Linked DNA regions of Mus musculus: region 1 is linked to region 2. The links are chromatin contacts, called in public promoter capture Hi-C maps. All regions are on one chromosome and are shown on one strand. The core of a region is the stretch at or near the end of the contact, and the rest is flanking DNA. Distances in the headings are between cores, read along the strand shown.

Region 1 (6,270 bases), core at 2,306-4,805, 2.1 Mb before region 2:
AGAAGCAACGAAATTAGAAAAGGCTTTATTTATCTTTACACAGAAGGTAATCTGAGAGTAAGCGCAGTCCTTTACACAGTACACTGCAGGCAAACTCCATGGCTTCACATGGAAGCAAAAGTCTCACAAAGACAGAGCTAACATGACACTCTCTCAAAGAACTGCCGTCGAAGCAGTGGCGGCGGCCTCTGGTTCAAACAGTGGACGTGAGGTCTGTGCTGGCAGTCGGCACTCAGCAGGCAAGCTCTGCACCATCATTCTGGGCTTGTTCCTAGAAGCTCAATGTAATGACAGCAGTCAGCCCAGCATTTTCAGATCCCTTCTCACTGAATCCCATTTGGTACCACTCCTACTGAGAATGCCATACGTCCTTTAACAGTGTGTCTGAATCAGATGCACAAAAGAGGCTCTCCTCTTAGTAGATGAGATACCCTAGAAAATGAAAGCTCGTGGGGTACAAACAGAAACATGTCTTCTCACAGATTACAACTCAGAAGCCCTCAGAGGGTCAGAAACACAGTCTGGATCTGGGACAGGGAGAGCCGCCAGCAAAGGTGAGAAGCCAGAGACAGGCAAGAAACACAGGGAAGGGAAGAAATGAAGTCAGCCAAACCTGTGACGACGGACAGGACAAGATTTCCCCAAGAGTCTGCTTTTCATGTGACTCTCTCCTCCAATCGGGTCATGACGGGAGGCTGGAGAGATGGTTCCGGGGCTCAAACCACTGGCTGCTCTTCAGTTCTCAGCGCCCACATGGCAGCTCACAATCATCTCTGTAACCAGTTCTAGGGTTTCCAACATTCTATTCCAACCTCAGCAGCCACCACACATGGCACATACATGGCCATACATGGTACACATGCACACAACAGGAAAAACTGGAAAACTAAATAAGTTTTTAAAATTCTCATTAAATTCTGGTCCTAACATCCTTTCTATTAATACCTTATGGCATAACTTCCAGTCTTTTTAAAGCCAAATCCTTTATCTGATGACTAGAGTAAACAAGCTTTTTGAGGCTGGGAAACTATAATCAATACACTAGCAGAGAGGGCCCACTCTTCATAGACAGCTCCTTATCTATTCACACCTGGTCTTCCCAGGGTCCTGCAAAAATACCTTCACCCCTTTCTCGCAACAGCCCCACAGCTCTTAACCAACTGCAGCAACAACTCAAAAATCTAAAGTGCAGACTTTCATCTCAATGGGTATGAATGAGAATCAAAGGTGAGCTTCACCAGGAAGCAAACTGCCATCTCAACCTCAGCCTGTGAAACCAAACAGCTCAAGTGCTTCCAAAGCACACTGGTGAGTCAGGCCCAAGTCCCGGGGGAGTAGGACACGCACTGACAAATAAGCCGCTCCTTAGAACTGTCACCTAGCACAGAATCTCCCACACGCATGTTAAACCTTACAGTTCCCCAGTCTCTCTGACTTCAGAGTCTGCTTTCCAGACAAACTATGCTGCACTGCGGACTGGGCTCCTACAGAACCAAGCAGTAGCCACTCCCGTGGCTTTTCTGGACACAGGCCACGCTACAAATCTCTTCAACCTGGACTTGTTAGCCAAAGGCTCTACAGGTCTTAGAGGTAAGCCCCATCCCTAAAACTCTCCATCATGGCCCACTTCTTGGGGACGGGGTGGGGCCTGTTTGGACTCCAAAGCTCTCCAGAGCAACATACTTTGAAATATAGGTGAATACTGAATGTCTTCACAGACTGTGCTAGTGTTCGTGGTTTTGCTCTCTCCTCCTCCTCCACCCCCCCCACACACCGAGTCTCTCTGAAGGAGACTGAGCCACACAGATCTAGACAAAGTTTAAGATCTCTAGAGAGGTGGCCACTGTGACTTAGATCACACCTGGGTTACTTAGACACTAGAATGTGAGGACCTTCAGAGCCTTTAAGTCATCCAGGTTCCTTGCCGGGCAGGGCAGCTGTAAAGCTCTGACGTGCCTTAGGGATTACTGTCCTGATGAACAGCACCTGGTACCACCGACCTACACTAATCTCCTGATCCAAAGTTCACCTGGCTGCTCCCGGCATGCGCTAGCCATCTCTCTTCTCATTGACAGCATGGCCAGCCTACTGTGTTCCACTCTTCCCCTCCATCCCTCTTAGTATGAAGTGTCCTATGTAACTGCTTCTGGGCCCTCGTGTCACTACGGGCAGTCAAGAGATGTGTGCTTGACCGCCAGTGCGCCAGTGCTTCTATGCAGGTCTACTATCTTTTCAAAGCCTGAGAAAAATCAACATTCACAAAATCACCTGCTAAAATTTATCATTTCACATTCGGAAGCACTACTGACAAAATGTAAGTCGCCTGACCCCAAAGGTAGTCCTCAGATGTGTTATATTACGTTACAGCCTAGTCTTGGGGTGGGGGTGGGCTGCAAAGCAGAGGCTTATTGCTGAGCTATAATCACAGAAAAAAACAAATGTCCCTGATAAAACGGGGGAGGGGGGGGCAAGAAACACCAGGATAAATTACATCATCGGGGGATTATTATTTAAGAAAAATGTTGGATTGATTCAAGCTCCCCTTCTTTGCAAGACAAAGTTCATTCAAGATCTGCTTGCCTTGGTCATTCGCTAACAAGCAGATCACTGGCAAAAAAAAAAAAAAAAAAGATAAAGCCAACTAAATTATCAGCCCTCCAGTTGGTTCAGCCCCCGCGCACCCTTTCCCAGCAACTGCTACATCAAACCATCAAACTGAGTTTAGCTTCCTGAAGGCACAGTGAACACCCTAATACCCCTTCCACGCCCAACCCCCAAGATCCCTCATATCTAAACCGAATGTCCTTAAACTGTACTACTACCGATGCTCTCCGAAATGAAGTTTAAGCACCTGACAATTATTACATCCAAACTGTACGAAGCCGAGATCCCAAGATTTTGGTTCAAATCTGCTAGGACCGAACTTCCTTTTTCTCCCCGCGGGTCCTCCCAGCCCTTCCGCGCGCCAAGGTCGCCACTCGGGGCCTGCAGTGACATCACGGTCTGTCTCGGTAGAGCCCTGACATCACCCGCACGCCGAGCCTCGGCACTGTGACCTCACCACCGCAGGCTCGCACGCCAGGGCCCCCCGGGGAGGGTGGAGGAGACGCGCCGCTCACCTGCACGGGGACACCCGGAGCCCCGCGCCCCGCACGCAGCCCACCCGCGGCGGCCTAGCTTGGGTCGCCGGACTCCGGGCCCAGGGAGCAGCCGGGCGCACGACCTCGGGGCCAGGCCGCGAGGACGGCTCTCTGGAGGACGCTGCGGCGGCGGCACCCCGAGCACGGCGAGCCGCGGTCCCCGCCCCCAACGTTCGGCCCTGCCGCGGGGAGCAGCGGGAGCCGCCACGGTGTCCACCTGCCCCGCGCCCCGCAGCCCCGCGCCCTCGCCCGGCCCACCTGTGCTTCTGCCGGGCCAGGGCCTGGCCCGGGGCTGCGGCAGCCCGATGCGGCGGCGGCAGGCCTGACTCGCTCCCCGACACTGAGGCGGACCAGGAGCTCAGCGCTGAGCGGCGGAGCCCAACGCTCGCCCCGAAACCCATTTGTTGGCTAAACCGGCGTGACATCACGCGCCGGCCCAATCGACGGTTGCCCGGGGGCGGGGCCGCAAAGCCTGCGTGCGCCAGCGCCCCCTGCGGGCGGCCGCGAGCGCTGTGGGGAGAGATGGGAGCTGCCAGGACAAGCGCCTACAAGCCTGGTGTGGCGGGAGATTGGGGAGTTTGAGTGTCACTGCACAACAAGGACCCTAACCCTAGAGCACAGTTAGAGTGACAAGTTCATTAACACTCCCAGGTGCTCCAGAAGCCTTAATACGTTTGACCCTGTTAGATATCCAACATGTCTGGGTTCTAATCTTGGTTCTACCACTAGCGTATGGTTCTATTTCAATTTTTATTTTTATTTATTTTATTTTATTTATTTATTTATTTATTTATTTATTTAGGAGACAGAGTTTCTCTGTATAGCCCTGGCTGTCCTGGAACTCACTTTGTAGACCAAGCTGGTCTCGAACTCAGAAATCCGCCTGCCTCTGCCTCCCGAGCGCTGGGATTAAAGGCGTGTGCCACCACACCCGGCTCATCTATTTCAAATTTTTAAAATGAGCTATTTAGCAAGCCCATGGCCCTGGGTTTGATCCTGATGTCCTACACACTGGGCATGTTGCTTCATATCTGTAATCCCAGAGTTTGGGAGGTGATGTCAGGTGCGCCACAGGTTCATGGTCACCCTCAATGGCAAAGCAAATTTGGGATCAGCGGGAGCAGGGCGCGGGTCCTCTCTGTTAAGAACACTGGCTGCTCTTCCAGGGGAATTCAATTCCCAGCACACCACAAGGTGGTTCGAAACTTGTCTGTAACTGCAGCCTCATGGAATCAGACGTCTTTTTCTGGCCTCCACAAACACTGCATGCACGGAGACAAAACACTATACACATAAAAAAAATTTTTACAAAAGAATATATTTTCCATAAAATTATGGCAGAAGTACCTACCAGAAAGTACATAAACTTTAAAGTTAAACTGCTAATCTACAAGAGCCTTGTAAACTTATCAGTGAAAGAAAAAAAAAAAAAAACAACAACAACAAGAAGACTCAGCACTTAAGAGCACTAGCTGCTCTTCTAAAGTACCCAGGTTCAATTCTCAGCACTCTCGTGGTGGCTCACAATTATCTGTTACTTCAGTCCCAGGGGATCCAAGACACACATCTGGTGCACACATGTGCAGGCAAAATAGCTATACACACAAAATTTTTTAAACAGCCTCACATCAGAAAATAAAAAACCTCTTGTGAAACGTGTGTGTGAAGTCTTAAAGAATCAAAATGTAGAAATAGGACCAGTGAGATGCTGCAGCAGATGAAGGTACTGACACTAAACCTGACACCCTGAGTTCAATCCCTACGACCCACCTGGTAGGATGAAAAGATGTCCTCTACATGTGGGCCGGAGTATGTGAATACCACCCATACAGACACACACACACACACACACACACACACCACACACACATACACATACACACACACACACAAATACACACACACATACACACATACATACACACACACACACACATACATACACACACACACACACACACACACACACATGCGTGGGCTGGAGTATGTGAAAAACCCTCCATACACACACACACACACAAATTTGCAATTTTAAAATATAAAACTAAGCCAAGCATGGTAGTACACATTTGTAATCCCTGAATTTGGAAGGCTGAGACAAGAGGTTGTGGCAGTTCAAAGCCACTCTGGGCTACTTAGCATGTACCGGGTTTCCTGGGCTGTATCCCTTTCTCATTTCCATGATCAAAATACTTAACAAAAGCATCTTAAGAAATTAAGGACTTATCTTGTAGCGCTGGAGAGATGGCTCAGTGGTTAAGAGCACTGGCTGCTCTCACAGAGGACCTGGGTTTGGTTCCCAGCACTCACATGACCTCTCACAACCTGCTGTAACTACAGCTTCAGGGGCTCTGACACCTTCTGGCCTCCAAAGGCACCAGGCAGATATGACGCACAGACATAGATGCAGGCAAAGCACTCATAAAATATAAAGTTAGTAAATGGAGATATTTTCATTAAGGGGGGGTATGTTGCTCACAATTTGAAGCAGAGAAGGCATGAACAGGCATGAACATGGCAGCTGGCATCCACAGCCAGGAAGCAGACAGGAAGGAGAGGTAGATGATGGTTCTCAGCACCTTTCTGACGGAGCCACCAACGTTTGGGATGAGCAGCACAATGCTTTGAATATACCTGTGTGTGTGTGTGTGTGTGTGTGTGTGTGTGTGTGTGTGTGTGTGCGTGTGTAGGCTCCAGGGATGGAACACTTAGGTCATAAGACTTCTGCAAGAGTTTTACCCACTTAGCCATCTCCCTAGATACAGTATCAAATTCTTAAAAGAAAAACAAAGCCCTGGCTTTTTAAACCACAGCACAGATACGGCACTAGAGCCCAGGGAACCAGAAAGAACTTTTGATAACACGCTACTGATGTGTAAGCCATTGTTGTCTCAGAACAACAGTGTCTGTGCTAGTCTTCAAAGTGCCAGTCCTTTAACACACGGAACTCCCAGAAGCAGCACAGAAAGGTGGGGCGGTGCTTGGGAACACCAATGGAGATGTTCAAGCGGAGGACTGCCATGAGTTCCAGGTCATTCTGAACTAGTCAGTGAAACCGGCTCCCAAAAACCACAAACCAAGTCAAGCAACTAGACTATATGTAAATGTAATATGTAAACATAAATGCAAC
Region 2 (6,749 bases), core at 2,757-5,256:
AAAGGACTGTGGACTTAGCCTTAGGTGGAGGTAAACTCTGCCAGCTGGATACGGCTATCTGATTGATTTTCTTCAACACTGCCTTTGGGGTTTTCAGCTGTGCTGCTGGTCTAGCATAGTCTTTTTGCCCAAGAAGCATAGGTACCGTGGGTTTAGCTCCATTTTTCAATGTAGATTTTTCCTGAGCTAACTTTCTGGCCCTCTCTTCATACTCTGTTCTCCAGAGAATGAAATCTCTGGGAACGAGAGTAGCCTTTGCTGTTTGGTGCCAATCACAAGGGGTCAGCCACTGGCTTACTACTGCATCCAGAATCTGTAAAGTATAAGGTGCAGTAGGGCCCAGCGTTTTTACTGCTGACTGTAATTCCTTAAGAGTTTTTAATGGCAAAGGTTTCCATCACGGCTCACTCCCTTCGCAAATTACCCGGGTAAGTGAGTGTGAGATCTCCTAGTAAAGACTCCTTCTCACTGCTGTCTTGGTAGCTGCGAAAATGATCTCTTCTCCCCTTAAATTCACACTTTCTCATTCCCTCAGTAATATCCCATTCAACATCACCTTCACTGTCAGTAGTCTCTGATTCACTTTCCTCTACCCTTCTCCCTTTCTTGCCTGTACGGTTTAATTTCTTATAGAACTTTCTCATATCCTTACCTACACACGTCCAATCTTCTAATGTTAAGCTTCCCTCCTCTGGAAACCAGGGACTGATTTTTTGCACGAAATCATAAAATTCTTGTAAAAATTTATCCGAGACTTTTAGGCCTCTTCCAGACAACATGTGCTTGAAAACCGAGAGAAACAGCCTCTTCTCTTTAGATTCTGACTGCCCCATGATAAAAACTTACTCGTCCTTTAACTGATCTACGAATCAGCCTGTCTGCAGCACAGTCCGATGAGATCCTGTCTTTGCCTGAGAAAATAAAGAAGAAAAAGAAAAAAGAAAGAAGAAGAACTAAAGACTAACTCGCTCTGGTGTCCCTGTTCGGGCGCCAGCTGCTGCAGACCTTCTGGGTCCCTGTGTCTGCGTGGAACGGGGTCTCTCGACGCGGGTGGGCAAAGCGTGGATGAACGACAAACAGACACACACACAGGAGAGTTCATGTGGAATCAATCTGAGTGTAATTTTACAACTTGAGCATCAGACTTTTTATGCAGAGGACAATAAGGAAGTTGGGTGACATATTCGCAAGGTACAATTGAGGTAACCGGAATCTTACATAAAACAGAGGAATGCAAACACAAAAGGTCTAACAGGAACCACCCAGGATAGAATACATTGATAACAGCTGGGATCAACAAGGGCTCCACCTAAAATTCACTAATCTTAGAAGCCAGGGTCAAGGGCTTCCTGTCCTTGCCATAGTTCCTATTTTAGTCTCTTGTATAGTCCACCTTCCCCTTAGGCCATTGTAAATACGTGTGTATGGGTGTAACTCTGCTATAGAATCTATTCTGGTTTCTCCTTTGGTCTGAAACTTCCTTCTTCCTTAGTGATGGTAAATTCCTGTGTAAGGGAGTGACTTAGCTTTTACAATCTTACTGAATTCCAAGACCAAGGTCTTGCTAAGGACGAACTAGGACTGTTGGAACACTGGTGGAAGGCTTAAGCCATGTCAGAATTCAATTTTAAAAAGCACTTATAATAGGAAAATACTGAAAGAGAGCACGTGGATCCATACACTAGACTAACGCAGGAATGGAACGCGGGAATGAAAAATTACTGTATGGGTAGGGAATGCTAGACTCCAGGAGAAGAGCTTCCTTGAAACTCTTTTGCCTCATGAGTGACTTTTAAGCCTTTCGGCTTGTCCAGTTGACTCGACCGGAGAGCGTAGCACCTTAGCAAATATGTTATCCCAACACTACAACGCTTGATATGCAGAGGGCACAACACGTGGTCAGCGGGTGAATGGCTGCACTGATGTGGGGAGATATCCACCATATAAATTCAGAATACAGTTCACATGTATTGTGCTGCCCTGAGTGAAAGGAGAGACAGGGGATTGTAAAAGACGTAGCGGTGCTCACTAACTATGCCCTGTTCCAGTTAGCTAGCAGTTTTAGGCAAGGCTGTGTTTACTAATTGGCCAGTCATTGTGAGTGGAACATCAGCCTGAGTTAATCGGTAAAGGTCTACCTGTGATTTTCTAGTCTCTTTTCATTAAAGATATGATTTATTTCAGAGTATAGTATTTTTGTGACAGGGTGGTCTGGGCCCCTATGAGATTGCATCGAGTAATTACGCTGCCATTTCTGAGTAAGACATGCAGTTAACTAACAGGTTTTGTTGCACTGGAATTTGGGTAGATGTTCCTCATTTCACCATACTGTAGTTTATTCCTTCTACACACACATACATGTACACAAACTAGCATCTTAAGCACATATTACAGGCCAGGATACATGTTGAATGTTTTATTTGTATTGCTTTATTAGACCGTCACAGTGTCAGATTAGGTACCAGATACCACCAAAGATTAGGAAGCTGTGTCACAAATGTTCAAAGCCACAAGTAAAATGGAAGCACAGCAAAGGAAATTCACATAATCCGAAGACATTTCTACCAAGCTGTTAACATAATGTTAATTCTACAGGCGAAGCCATGGGGACACATGACTTTTTATTCTGTATTTCTCTGATGCTGCAAGTTTTAAAATAAGCAAAATAATGTAGTAAGACATTAAAAAACAAATATTTTGGCTGGCGGGATGGCTCAGTGGGTAAGAGCACCCGACTGCTCTTCCAAAGGTCCAGAGTTCAAATCCCAGCAACCACATGGTGGCTCACAACCATCTGTAACAAGAACTGACTCCCTCTTCTGGTGTGTCTGAGGACAGCTACAGTGTACTTACATATAATAAATAAATCTTTAAAAAAAACAAATATTTTAATGAGTTCAGAGATGGAAGTGGTATACGTCTTGGTATATTCAAGACATTTCTTCCTCCTCCCCTATCTATCTATCTATCTATCTATCTATCTATCTATCTATCTATCTAGTGACAGCATTTCTCTACATATTCGGGGCTGTATTTGATCTAATTGTGTAGAACTGTCTTGAACTCACAGAGATGCACAAAGCCTCTGGTCTCTAGTGCTGGAATTAAAGGCATGCACCAAGTACTACACACACACACACACACACACACACACACACTCGCTGTGTGTGTGTGTGTGTGAATGTATGTATGTATGTATGTATATCTCCAAATCTCTGCTTCCTCACTTGTCAGATGACACTAAATGACACTTAAGAGAGAGACACTGGAGGTAGGAACCTTCCCAGGACTGAGATTACAGAACAAGCACAGTATTTGCTGTATACTGTAAGATGCTTTCAGGGCCCTGGCCTCTACCCCACTCTTCACTGCCTGGAGAACGTAGCCACTTCTTGCCCAGAGTAAGCTGAAATGTTCCGGGTGTCATAGGAAGCAAAGGGCTGCAGTGGAAAGCTCAAGAGAGCTCAAGGGTGAGTGGTTCCAGCTCAGTTTCTAGAAGACAGAAGCCCAGCCTTGTCTCAGACATTTGACAATCAGGAGATGTAATCACCAGTCCTGTTAATGGACTGCATGCAAGTGAGGGAGGGGGACGATGGGACTGACAGGGTAGGAGCCTTAGGGCTCGGAGAATGAAAGGAACCCACACCGGTCATCGCGGTAGGCTGCTTATACTCCTATGGCTTTATTTTCAGATAAGGTGTGAGAGCGACGGTGGTACTCTCGTGCAGTGAGCGAAAGGCAAGTCTGGAAGGTAAACTGATGACGCAAGCTTTGCCCCTGGTCTTTGCCCCACGCCCCGCCCCGCCCCGCCCCGCCTCGCCTCCGGAGCCCAGGAGTGGTGTGCGTGGCCGTGCCTCCGCGTGCGCAGCGGTGCGTGAGGGCGGGGCAGGGCAGAGGCGTTGGTCCGGCCACGTTTGGCCTGGCGGTTCCGGCTGCGGCGCGTGGGGGCGCACGGGGGGCGGGGCTGGAGCTGCAGCCGGATCCGGATGCGGCGGCGCTTTGACCCGCAGGGAGACTGACGCGCCGGGACTGGAGCGTGGTCCGCTCCAGTGCGGTGAGGCGGCCTGGGGCTGGGACGCGAGGGCTGGCGGGCTTGGGACCGCAGAGGCTGAGACGCCCTGCCCGGGAGCCGGGCGGCAAAGCTTGATGCCCGGCAGTCTGGCCGGGCAGGGTCTTGGAGGGCCTAGGAGTGTCCGTGGCGTGGGAATGGGGGACGGTCCTCACCTTTTCTGCCGCCGTCCCTATGAAAGGGCGCGAACCCTCGGTTCCCTTTTACGGGTGTAGCGGTCAGAGCCGCTGAAGACAAGCACCGGCTCTGAAGAGCCCCAGCTGCGCAGACTGTATGAAACCTGGGGTGGGGGAACCTAGAACTTGAACCTCTAGAAACACCAACTGTGTGGTTTCTATTATGTGTTAGAGCTAATGTTTATGTAAGGCAAGCATAAAATTTGTTCCTGTAAAAAAATAAATGGGGGTTTGTTTGGGATTAATTAATCCAAGAGTAGGTCTCAGGAAATGGATTCATTAAGGTAGGAATTGTATGATTCAAACAGATTCCATGATGCAAAGATTGTCATCTGTTGACTTTCCTGCAGTAATGCTCTATGGGAAAATGAGAGGATCCTCATTCCAGGCCACTCATTTGTTGATGAGTGTTAACTAACCTTAGGGCTAGTCTTGGAAACTCGGTGCTCCCAACTGTGCAACTAGACTTGGGGCTAATCAGATCGTGTAGATTAAGTACACTAACGGGAAAGACTTCTTGCTTCATGAAATACTACCTTTCATGAAGATACTCGGAGCTGTCTACTTATCTGTCTGTCTACCTGTAACCTATCACAGCGAGTTTGATTTGGCTGCAGATCATGTTTAGAAATGTGTGAATCCTGGTCTTCAATCTTCCTACTTGTTGCTCCGCTGTTTTTCAGGAAGCAGCCGCTCCCCATCTATATCCAGACTCATTCAGAGGCTGGGAAACCAAACTTGAAGTTGGGTGTATGTCTTTTGTCTTCTCACTTGTGGCCATGTGGCAATCTTTTTTTCTACATGACTTTCTGAAATGTGATTTCTAGATAATACCTTACGTCATTCATTATTCATTGACTAGAGGTTCACTGGACTAGGGCTTAGGCAATACTCAAGCATTGTAAACAAATGCTAATTTAGAAGTTAAACCCTACTGGGTAGAGGGGGAGGGGCTTTTAGTTAGAGTTTACAACCAAACTTAGAGAGGAAGTTAGGTGGTGACCTTTAAGTGCTACAGAATGAAGGCTTCTTGTAGTTTTGTTTTGATAAAACAGCCTGTGTAGCAGGGGCTAGCCTTGAACTTGGGTGGGGGGGGGAGTAGTAGAGAGGGGTACCTTAGAACCAGCTTTTTAAAAAAATCTCCATGTTTAATCAACTCCAATAATTAGTTTTAAAGTGTGTGTGTGTTTGAGATAGGTGTGACTGGGTAGCCTGCTGTCCTTGAGTCCCACACAGTCCATGCTTCAGCCTCCCTAGCACTGAATCCAGGTCTTTGCCACCTCACCTGAATTTTTATTAGATTGTAATTAGGCATGACCTCTGTCAGCATCATAAACTGTGTCTTTATGACTAGGAAGAAAGGCTTTTTTTTCCTTTGGATTTTATAAATCTCATTTAAAAAGAGGTTTGGCTCTCATCAGATCCTTTGTGTTTAACCAGACCAATGCCTGTCCTCATCTAGTTAGTAATGAACGCTAGAAACTGATGGAATGTTGCTGTCCAGTATGGTGTGGGACACACCTGTAATCAGCCTGGGGAATATGGAAACAGGAGAACCAAGAGTTAGAGGGAGGCTGGAGAGGTTGGCTGAGAGAGTAAATCATTTGCAGTGCAAGACTGAGAACCAGAAATCTGATTCCCAGAGCGCACGTAAAGAAAATAGGGTGGGCTTAGTAGCCCACCTGTAATGGTGTCATCAGGAGACAGAGAAGTCCTTTGAGTAAACTGACTATTCTCACCAACCTAAAAACTGAGTCGTGGGTTTGGAGAGAGATTGAAGAAGACGCCTGATGTCAACCTTGGGCCTCCTCCACTCTCACAGGCACACACACATGTGCACACATACAAACATGCCCACACAAACTCACACATACAATGAAGGGCGAGAGGCCAACCTAAGCTACATGATGAAACTGTTCTTAGAAAGTGACCTCCTGGCATTGTTCTTTCTTCACTATTTATGTGGCTTCCTTGTAGATCATGTACTTTCTCACCCATTGACTTAGGGACCTGGGTAGCTGATCAGTGGAAAGTAGCTAGAAATTACTGTGCTAATCACAAGTTGCCTTTTTCTGCTTGCCCCTTGAGCTGCTCACCTTTGCCAGGAGCATAGCTTATCAAAAATGGCCTTTTCAGTATGGGTGGAGATAGCTTAGTGAAGGATAAAGGGGGAACAGGGAGAGCTAGAGTGGGGCCCATGTGGGATGGACACAGCTTTCATGCCTTCGTTTAGTTACCTGGAAGCTTCAGGGTTTAATTTGTGGGTACTAAAGTGCCTCAGCTATCCAGTGTAACATGTAGCTATGTAAACGTGTCATTTTATTTAGAAGCCTTTAACGATTTCTTTTGTAAATCAATTATTGATAACCCATGAGTTCTTTAAAATCCTTTGGTGTCAATCACATCTTGCTTTCCCTTTCCCAACATCCTCGCTGCCCACCACCAGAGTTTTGCTAGTTGAAGACTGAGCTCAGGTGAACCCAATGTAGCTGCTTTCATTTTGT

Evidence for each region. Capture Hi-C pulls out chosen DNA fragments and counts their contacts.
Region 1: a contact with region 2 is called in a promoter capture Hi-C map of liver, with 4 times the contacts expected there. The contact joins the promoter of Fbxo34 here to the promoter of Gnpnat1 in region 2. A contact is called at or near these places in 1 of 39 promoter capture datasets (liver) and 1 of 9 other capture datasets (liver).

The regions. Positions count from the first base shown.
Region 1 is chr14:47,469,846-47,476,115 of GRCm38.p6, reverse strand. Fbxo34 (F-box protein 34) reads right to left here and starts at 3,555. Exons shown (of 3, transcript NM_001146086.1): 1 at 3,399-3,555.
Region 2 is chr14:45,386,053-45,392,801 of GRCm38.p6, reverse strand. Gnpnat1 (glucosamine-phosphate N-acetyltransferase 1) reads left to right here and starts at 4,006. Exons shown (of 6, transcript NM_019425.2): 1 at 4,006-4,054. It overlaps Gm41143 (a long non-coding RNA gene), which reads right to left and starts at 1,069. Exons shown (of 3, transcript XR_874578.1): 1 at 966-1,069.